Regions from separate parts of the Mus musculus genome. Here region 2 is linked to region 1. The links are chromatin contacts, called in public Micro-C maps. All regions are on one chromosome and are shown on one strand. Each heading gives the region's core, a stretch centred on a gene start, on an enhancer-like site or on the middle of the called end of the contact. The rest is flanking DNA. Distances are from core to core; before and after follow the strand shown.

Region 1 (5,366 bases), core at 1,810-4,309:
CCAACACCCACCCCTGCTCTCAGGCGCTGGCAGGAGCCTGGCAAGCCCACCTCTTAAGATGCAGTCTATCTTTCCACCCTGGCTGACCTCTTGGCCCAAGTGTTCTGGGGCTCCTGCAACCTCCTCCCCCATACTTTCACCGGCCTAACCCACCCTAACACGTCTTCCAGACAAGCTTGCCAGGGAGTACAGGACGCCCAAACATTGTGCTGCAAATCCCAATCTTTCCTGTCCACATGCCTTCACAGTTGGGACACTGGGGCAAGGCAGTTTTCCTGAAACTTAAACCTGACACGTGTGCCAAGAAGGGGGTGGGGTGGGGGCAGAGATACCCCAACCTAGGTCTCCACCAGCCACTATTCAGAACACATTTCCCAGGGGGCCAGAGCCCAGACAACAGACTGAACCAAGGCCTGCTCAGGGAGCCACAGTGTGTCCTCTCTCATCTGGGGGCCTGAGAATCTGGCAAGCAGTGACTGGGGCAGGAAGCCAACAGCCACCACCCAGAGCACCATTGCAAGGCCGTGCTGGGGCTCCCAGGATGGCACTAGAGTTCCCTATCCAAAAAGTCCTTTAGGGGCTGACCCTTCACCTGCCATGGATACCCTCTGGGGACCACTACCCTGCAAAGCACTACAGGCAATACAGATGGTACCCCAGACCACGCTTGGCAGCCAACATATACATAGGAACACAGACCTATCCCTACTCCTTAGTCATACATACTTGCTTGACACACAGGCTCAGGGTCCAGCCACCTATCCTCATGGGGCCTCAGACACTCCAGGATACCAGCTATGTCCTGGAGGAGCAGATATAGGACACAGGATGAAAACAGGGATGGATCTCTAGCCACGCCGTGGGGAAACAGGTACAGATGAGCCAGTCTAGGACCTCACCAGATTGCTAGGGCCTTGGCTATAGCCCCTCCGCCAGGCAGGCAGCTGTGGGACTCTTGGAAACGGGCTGAGACCTCAGTGCCCTGCAGACCACCTTCCACGCTCTCACCACCTCCCACTGCCTGAGTCAGATGCAGGAGCCCAGACCTTCACTCTTTTGCTATTTATTCATGCTATTTATTCATTTCTTCAGCATATGACATGCCATCATGGGCCAGAAACCATGAGAACCAGGAGGGGTGGGGGGTGGAGGTGGCCCAGGGGTCAGGGTCATACAGGAGTGGTGATGGGTGTTTCAGGGTGGTCTTCCACTCCAGCACACTCTCAGCAGAGCCCAGTTTTGCTAGTGGGGGAAGAGATTCATCCACATTTAGTCTGTGACCAGGAGGAGGGGCTCCAAGTCCAGATAGAGAGCAGGGTCAGGGACCAGGATAATGGGAGCCTTTCACGGGCAAAGGAGAACCTCTGAAATGAGGGAACTAGAGGTAGAACCCGAGGAAGCAGCAGCCATATCAGCAGGAACCATGGTGAACAGGAAGGGGGATCCTTGCAAAAATGGTTCACTGGGCAGAATAAGGGGCAACACCTGGAAGGGGGCCCCCTGGGGAGCCAGGAGCTAGCCTCTGCCCTGGAAAGCAGGCCAGTAAGCCTATAGCATCCAGTGACCTGGCCCACTCCCTCTGGGGCTGGCAAGGCTGAATCCTCACAGACCAGCCCCTCCTCATATGACCCCAGGCTGTATGACCTGTGGCAGGTCCTGGCAGAGAGCAAAGGTGTGAGATCAGGGATTCCCTGAGAGGCCCCTGCTGTGGGAGGCCTGCTGTGGGAGGATGAGCCATCCGTGTGGAGATAGCTGCACCCCTGTGCCCCAAGCCACAGAACTGAGCTGGCTGGGTCCCGCTGGTGTGAGATGGAAGGAAATGACCTAGGCACTCAGGGGTCGGGGTCTTCCGTAGGAGTGGTTGATGGGTGTTTCGGGGTGGTCTTGCACTCAAGCACACTCTCACAGCAAAGCCCAAGTTTGCTAGTGGGGGACAGCAGCAGACTCATCCACATTTAGGCTGTGACCAGGAGGGTCTCCAAGTCCAGAGAGAGAGCAGAAGAAGGCTATGGGATAACTATAAGGGTCAGCATGGCCTGGATGTGTGCAAGGCCATTCCGGAGTATCCTGGTCACACACACACATACACAAACTGGGCAAAGGGCTTCTTCCCAGGGCCCAACAACTGGGGGACCAGCCCGGGCAGACAGGCTCTCATGGCCCCAGGTCAGTAGGGACCTCTGGCCTTCCAAAGGCCAGGAAAGTGCCTCCTTGCTAGGCAGGGGTGAGCAGTAAGGCAGAGAAAAGTTTGGGGTGATTCAGACCTGCACTTGGGATGTAGGCCCCCTGCTGTAGCCAACCCTCCCCCCCAGGAATCCCTGCTAAGGAAAGCCCTCGGCTGGGACGGGCTCGTGGCCCCTGCAACAGGACTCACGGTGCCTGCACACCTAGCGGGCCCTGCACGGCCCCCTGAGGAGACCGCTTGCCCCCCAGACCCCGAAACTCCTGCTCGCGGGACCGCAGCCAGAGCTCCAGAGGCACGTGCTCCTGCTCAGGGGCTCCGGCCCGGACCCAGGCCCAGGCCTCCCGCCGCCGGGCCCGCCGGCCCCCGGGATGCCCTGGCCACCCTGGCCACTCGCCGCTACTCCGCCTGCGTCCCGCGGGCCACCCCCGGTCCCCAACAGGTGGGCATAGCCCCCTCCCAGCGCCGCTCGGCGCCCCGCGCGCGCGCGCCCCGGCACCGGCAGCCCAGGGGCCATTTTGGGCCGGGACGAGCACCGGAGACCAGAACCGAGCCTCGCGGGCGGGGCGCGAGCGCGACGGGGGCGGGACGGGGGGGAGGGGCGCGGGCCGCGCGCGAGGGCGGCGTGGGGGAGGCGCGGAGGCCGCGGCGGGGCCGGGAGGCGCGGGCGGTGGGCCCGCGGCGCATAAAGGCCGTGGCGGGGCCTTACCTCCGACCCTGTACATGTTGGCGGCCATGTCCGGGCCGGCGGCGGGGCCGCGGGGCGCGGGGCGCGAGCGCGGGCGGCGGGCCGGGCGCGGGCCGGGGCGGGGGCGGGCGCGGGGGCGCCGGCGGGCGGTTTAAAGGGACCGCGCTGCTCCGCCGCCGCCGCCGCCGCCGCCTCCGAGGCCGCCGAGGCCGCGCAGGGACGGGAGGGCCGCGGCGCGGGCGGGAGAGGAAGAGGAGGAGCGGCCGCGGGCGGCGGGGAGGGGCCTCGGGCGCCGCCGCCCACCGCGCGGGCCGTTACCCGACCCCGCGCCGCGCCGGCCCGCGTGCCCCTGGCCGAGTGGCCCTTCTGAGCCCTTAGCTCGCCTGGTCCTCGGCATCCCCGGATCGCCCTCCCACGACCCCTCCTGCCTGGCTCTCAGCATCCCCGGGTGGCCATCCGGAGCCCCACGCTTTCGTGGCCCTGGCATCCCGAGTGGCCCTCCTGCATCCTCTCCAAAGTGGTCCTCGGCATCCCTGGGTCAGCTGCTCATCCCTTGGAGGTCCTTCGAAGCCACTGCTGGAGTGGCCCTTGGCATCCCCAGGTGGTCCTCCTCGGCAGGCCCACACCCTGCGTCCCTGGGACGCACTCCTGCAACCCGCCTAGAGTGGCTGGCCCTCCACATCATTGATGGCCCTCCTGCGACCCCTCCGGAATGATACTTGGCATCCTCCAGTGGCACTCTCCAGGCCCACGCCCGCCTGGACCTCGGCACCCACTGGGTGGCCCTTCTTTAACCCTCAGTGGTCCTCGACATCCCTGGATGGCCCTCTTACATGGTCTTTCAGCTTACCTGGGAGGCTCTCCACGACCCCTCCCAAATGACTCGGGCATCCTCCAGTGGCACTCTCCAGCACTCTCCAGGCCCATTCCCTCCTGGCCCTCAGCACCCATTGGTGACCCTTTCCCTGCCCTCCCCCCACCCCCGCCAAGCTCCATGCTCACCTAGTCTTCAGCAACCCCAGGTCACCTCCAGAGACCTCTCACATACCTGACAAGGTGAGCCCTCCTAGGACTGGCTCCTTGGGAGTTTCTCACAAGGTTGCCTTGGGTCCTTCTATGTGAGCCCTTCCCTGCACCCCTGTGTAGGGATCCTTTCCAATTCTTGTAGGGGTCCTCAGTGTGTCCCCCATTGTCCAACCTCTTCAGTCACCCAGGAACATCATGACTATCCTTGAACAAGGCGGTCATGCTTGTTCCTGAAGTGCCAGGCCTCCCTCCGTGTACCTCCCTGCTCGCTTGGATTCCCTCCCACAAGCCCAAGCTGAAGCCAAGACCACATAAGCCGTGGGGCATTGCGGTGCTGAGGAAGGTGCCTCTTTGTGGCATCTGTGACTAAGGGCTTGCCTTTGCTTATCTAAGGTCTGTGAAGAGGGAGTTCTTAGACATTACCCCAAGGCCAGAGGACAAAAGGTTGTGTCCCTGATGGGACTCCTGTCCCTGCCACAGTTGGGGCAGTGAAAAGGAGCTGACTGGGAGTTCTGGTTGAGTCTGAGCACGGCGGGTTACTTTGTCGGTGGAAGTCTATGGCCGCCAAGTCGGCGTCCTCTTTGAGGTGCATTCTGTGGAGTGGAGTAAATGGCGCTCAGGAAAGCATTGTGGGCCACGGTGAGGGTTAGGCGTGGGGGGGGGGGGCTCAGGGCTAATGCACTGTACATAACTAGGCAAGAAATCTGCATGACGCTTGGACCCATGGAAGGGTCTCAAGGCCTAGGCCACCTCCCTGAGCAATGAGAAGAAACATCACTCTGGTCTACATAGTGAATTCCAGGACAACCAGAGCTGCATAGACCCAGTCTCAAAACAAAAAGCTAACCAAATAACATCTAGGCAGTGGTCAGGGCAGAGGGCATAGACTTGACATAGTCTGTAGCACCTCAGTTTGCCTCCGCCCCAGAGGTAGCCCTCCAGCCCCAGTTGCAGGCCTCAGTCCTCTTCTTCCTTGGGGAAAGATGGCAACCAAAGCACAGGTGGTCACGGCTGACTTCTAAAGGGGGCTTCTGAATTCCAAGCAAGCCAATGCTCTCCAGAACGGAACACGCTCCCTCAGAATAGAGTGCCGTGTGCCTCAGAAGGCAGCTCAACTCACTGCCTCCCCCTGTACAGGCTAGAGAAGGTAGACTGCCCACCCAGCTCAGGTCTTGTCCAGGAACAAGGCGCATTCAAGATCTCAGAGCCAAAGGGAAGAAGAGAAATGAATGCACTCCTCGGTGGCAGAGCCGCCCGACGGGAGAGCTGCCTGTGCAGCAAAGAATGCTGGCGTAGGAAGTGGCACGGTGACCACACAGAGTAACTCGATAGGAATACCTCTCACAAGGGAGGCGCAGGGCAGGTAAAATCCAGCAGAGAAGAAAACACAATAGAAGACTCCATCGCAGGAGTGTTTGCCTCCCGGATCCGAGCCATGTGGGGACAGGGAGAGCTCAGACGCTCAGTGAC
Region 2 (4,711 bases), core at 1,007-3,506, 39 kb after region 1:
CATACTTCAGGTGGCGGGACAGCGCTAACTAACATGGAGGTCCCTAAGTCTGGAGCGGCCACACCTTGAGTGGCAGGACAGGGTCAACAGGCTTCCTGACAAGAGGACCTATGACTGTCTTCTCACAGCAGGCCCTCCAGGTTTGCCCAGTCCTCCAGACCCCTAGGCTTCTCTCTGCTCTGTCTGGGCAGTATCCTCCCCAGTTCCTACCCTAACCTGAAGCTGGCTCCTCGTGTCTGGACAGCGCTCATTGTCTAGGCTGTTGGCCCGTTCATTCTGTGGCCGAGCAGGCTGTCGCTCCTTCAGGGATGTGCTCCGGCCCCGGCGGCCGGCCGGCTTTGATTCTGACCTGTTAGAGAGCAGGAAAGGCAGTGGAGAACAGCTGGGGTGGTAAGCTGTATGTTCACTGCAGGTTGCACACTACGCTGCCCCACGACAGCTGCCACCATCCCCACCTGACAGACCCTGTGAGGTGACACTGAAATCTCCCCAGCAACCTGAGCCCTCAGTGGCATGGAAGCAGTGGTGCCTCTTGGGCACTTTGGCCTTTAGGGTGGTAAGCCAGCAGATGGCAGAGCTGCTAGTGACCAAGTGGCTTCCCACAACCCTGCCCTAAAGGTGCAAAGAGTCCCTCAGCACGAAGGCCACACCTGGTGGAGGGGATGACAAGTGACTCAGTCTTGATGATTCTTCCACTGGGAGGCAGCTTCTCGGTGAACACATCTAAGGTGGAGGTCTCAGCCTCTGGGCTGTCCTCAGGTTGCCCTGATGGTTCCCGGGGGACTGCTGCACTCTGATGGGTTGAGAAAGAGCCATAAGCACCAAATACAGAAACATTTACCGTGCCTCTCCCGTCCGTGTGCCCCTGATTTGGGGAAAGGCTCTGGGATTCCTCTAACCTCAGGTCTTGCGTAAGGCACAGTCACAAGCGAGAGGAGAGGTATTCCTCTCCTACAAGTAACTCTTGGACCAACTATGATCAGCACCAAACCTGCTGGAAACCCCACCCACCCTGCTCCTTATCAGAGAGACTCCATGAGGGCCAGGGTCTGATAGCAAGGCTAGGACACAGCCCTCCACCTGAGATACCTGGCCAATATCCACAGAGTGAACAAGGATCACCAGGCAGCCTGGTGGCTCCTGGGGGTGGTATACATGTTTTCAGAGTATGAGAACACAAACCCCATGTGCAGGTCTGTACATCTGAATCAGCTGCACACGACAGGTGGATGAATGTCCCCCTGCCCCCATGCCTGCTTACAAGGGCCACCGTGTCAGAGACGCTGTCGCTGAGCTGCTGCTTGCCTCCCAGGGATCGCGTCTTCTCAGGTACATCAGCCTAGGGGTGAAGAGACAGGAACTGGCTTATGCTGTGGAACCAGGATGTCTACTTCTGGATGGGAGGAAGCCCAGGGAGACTAGCTGCGAATTTCACAGACTGTGAGCTCAGGATTACATTAGAAGATGCACCTGCTACTGGGCAGAACCCTGAGCCCAGGATACTTCAGCTAGGTACACACTGGCTAGCTATTCAGGACTCATGGGGAGGAAGGATGAGGGTGCCAGCCAGGTCCAAGGGTCTCACACTGCATAGAATGGCCTACTCACCGGGCTTGGAGGCTCCCTGTGGCTCCGGGCACTGTGGATGCTCCCTATCTCTGTCTGTGAGCTGGAGTGAGACAGGCCTTCGAAGTAAGGCCTGGATGAAGAAAGGAGTAGATATTAATTCCCTAGATCCCTCCCTATACACTGAGAATGAGGTTCAATGCCCCCCCCCACCCCCCACACAGCAGGGCAAGCAGCATGGACCTCAGCAACAGAAGAGAGCAACATCCAAAGACACAGTGAGGAAGAACTGTGTAACTAAATGCCTGCTACTGAGGGAACGTTACACTATGATAGGATTCTGCAGTGACAACTCCAGGTGGCATAGCTCCTGCACTGTCTATGAAGTCAGCAGCAGAGAATGTGTCCCAGGGCTGCTGAGATGACTCAGTGAGTAAAAGCGCCTGCTGCTAACCCTTAAGACTTGAGTTTGAACCTTGGGACCCACGCAGTGGGGAGGGGAGAAGTAATCCTAGCAATTTGTCCTCTGACCTTCATTCTTGTGCTGTGGCACACACGTGCCACCTCCCACATTAAAATGTAATTTAAAACAAGAAGAAAACACCATCTGCTTGTGTTGCTCACCCCAGGTAGGCAGTCAACACCACACAGTGAGTGGTTGTCAGCAGTGGATGCCCCTTGTGGTTTGAAAAGGTGTGGCCTTCATAAACTCATGTGTTTGAATGCTTGGCCCACAGGGAGTGGCACTATCAGGAAGTGTGGCCTTGTTGGAGGAAGTGTGTCACTGTGGGGACAGGTTTTGAGGTCTCCTATGCTCAAGCTCCACCCAATGCAGACCCAGGCTCCTGCAGAACTTTCAGCTCCTTCTCCAGCACAGTGCTGCCATGCTCCCTGCCGGGACAATAATGGACTAAACCTCTGAGATTTTAAGCCAATCCCAAGGAAATGTTTTCCTTTTATAAGACTTGCTGTGGTCACGGTATCTCTCTTCGCAGCAATGAAACCCTAACTGATACCCGAGTTGAGAACCGAGATCTACAACCAGACTACAGGAAACAGAAGAACATTTTCAACAGCACAAGGTTATCATGGGCAGGTCCAGAACAACTAAGTCATCCAAGACACATTCAGACTGCTCCAGACCAACACACGGGACTCGACACCAAGCCTGAGAAAGCCATTTCAGACTAATCCAGAACAGACATGACTCTGGATCAGCCAGGGTAACTCCTGACACTCAGATCAACCTGGATGAATGTACCTGTCTTCAGCAAATAAGTGTGAGTGAAGAAAGAGGAGATGAGGACAGCAGAAACCCAAGAGATGTTATAGAACTCAGGTTAAAATAGCTGGCAGGATTTCTGCTGGTCCATGTGGGTGAGAAGGCTACGCAGAGACCTGCAAATGTGGGGTGCCATTTGTGACTACTTAGGATCAGGGTGCCACAGTGATCACACATTGCTCCAGAACTACAGGTATTAGCTGGCCAGGGATTACGCCAACACAATGTCATAGGGCTCATGATGGGAAGGATCTGGACTCTGTGGGTGAGCCCAAGGTGACCCAGCAGAGGTCACACTACAGCAGAGGACACACTCAAGCCTAAAATGAGGCAGGAAGGTGCAGTGCTGAGACAGGGGGACTGAGGTAGAGGAGCCCAGCAAGGAGCTTGCTTGACCTAGAGAACACCCCCCAAACCAGCAGTGAACCCCTGACTGAGCCCAGCAAGGCGCAGGTAGGAAAAGAAGCTGAGGCCGGAGGATGCCACCCCAGAACCAGAAACATAATAGGCGTTAGAGTTTGTTTTCTGAAACAATGTCTCATTATTCTGTAGTCTAAACTGCCCTTAAACTCAGCTATTTAAGCTTTGCAATGCCAAGTTTCCTAAATGCTGAGACTACAGGCATGAGAAACCAAGTCCAGCAGTAATGAATAAAGTGTCATCACTGAGAGTTATGGTTAATTAACTGCAAGACACAAGAAATCCAAATTTCTTGTGTGTGCTTCTCAGTACTGTCCTGGTTAAAAACTTAAAAATCAAGTATCTTTAATTTTTTTGAAATCCTGAGTCTCTCTGTCCTCAATAACTACACCAAGACTGAAGTCTACACACTGTCCTGAGGGCTTAGCCTCTCTAGGCCCCACATAGCCACAGTACATGTATGCAGACTAGCCTGTTTTCTTTTTCTCTTTCTGCCCTAGGCTAGGCTTGCCCATCTGTCCTCCCAGCCAAACCAAGGAGGAGCACCGGATGGGGCTTCTCTCTGCTGCTTGTGACAGTAGGGCCCTCTAGTTTCTAGTATACCTCAGGGCTGTTGGCGGGGAGGGGGGAATGGAGAGGGACAGTCTAGGCCCTTCATTCTTCTGCAGTCTGCTGCAGGGACCAAGCTCTGACCTCACAGAGCCCCTTCCAGCTCAAGCCCTTTCCCTGATGCTCCCTCCCTCCCTGCCTCCAGATGGCTCTGCTTGTCTCTAGTTCCTAATGGACACGCAAGCACTGTGTTCCATTTGCACGGTTACCACTCACCCCGAGAAATACTCTGCCTGTGGAAAGATGCCAGACCTAGCTCCAATGGGTCAGTAGTTATGCCCTTCCACACCTATCTTTCTACAAAGGCATCCTTTGTTTCTGGCCACAGGGAAAAGCTACCTGGCTCTGTCTACCCACTAAACTTGGACTCACTCCATCCTACCTCCTCTCAGGATGTCCTGGTCTACCCTTCGAGAGCTGTCCAAGCACGTGGTGCCCCAAGGTGAAACATGGGTCATAACAAACGGTCAGCCCAAACCAACTCAGACCATTCTAGAACAAGACTATCAGGCAGCTCAGAATCCTTGTCTAGGCTCAGGCTTATTAGACTTGGCAGTTTCAACGTGGTAGAGCTTACCTGAGCTTGGGCTTGGGGGTGCTAAGGACACTGTCATCGTCATCCATGTCAGGGCCACTGTCGCTGGGGTTCTCCACATCCAGCGTGTCATAGAGAAGATCCAGGTCCTCCTCCACCTCGGGAACATGTTCTGCAGGGTCCTGCTCCGAATCCAAGACCTAAAGCGATGGATGCTGACATATATGAGAGCCCACAGAGACCTGTGCCACTACTTGGCTCACAAAGCGGGGTGTGCAGGAACACGAGCAGGAGGGCAA

What was found. Hi-C and Micro-C count contacts between places; a contact is called where the count stands out from the background.
Region 2: a Micro-C map of muscle stem cells shows a contact between it and region 1, with 3 times the contacts expected there. The contact joins the enhancer-like site here to the promoter of Mta1 in region 1. A contact is called at or near these places in 4 of 39 promoter capture datasets (the 3T3-L1 cell line, embryonic stem cells and frontonasal cranial neural crest), 1 of 15 datasets of contacts at CTCF or cohesin (CD8 T cells), 9 of 484 Hi-C or Micro-C datasets (CD4 T cells, CD8 T cells, bone marrow-derived macrophages and 6 more), 7 of 115 datasets of contacts at active chromatin or transcription factors (the 230-238 cell line, CD8 T cells, the SCID.adh cell line and 2 more) and 3 of 9 other capture datasets (adipose tissue, liver and pancreatic islet).

Annotation. Positions count from the first base shown.
Region 1 is chr12:113,095,971-113,101,336 of GRCm38.p6, reverse strand. It overlaps Mta1 (metastasis associated 1), which reads right to left and starts at 3,059. Exons shown (of 21, transcript NM_001364622.1): 1 at 2,892-3,059. The coding sequence starts at 2,919.
Region 2 is chr12:113,056,711-113,061,421 of GRCm38.p6, reverse strand. It overlaps Pacs2 (phosphofurin acidic cluster sorting protein 2), which reads right to left. Exons shown (of 24, transcript NM_001081170.1): 9 at 4,455-4,612; 10 at 1,609-1,699; 11 at 1,262-1,339; 12 at 651-793; 13 at 217-349. Among named protein-coding and RNA genes, the nearest start is that of Tex22, 15 kb to the left of the region's middle. Within about 2 kb of position 2,256, at least 8 of the 459 cell types and tissues checked have an H3K27ac peak or open chromatin away from gene starts, as enhancers often do. A contact at or near this core is called in CD8 T cells and muscle stem cells, where this site is marked.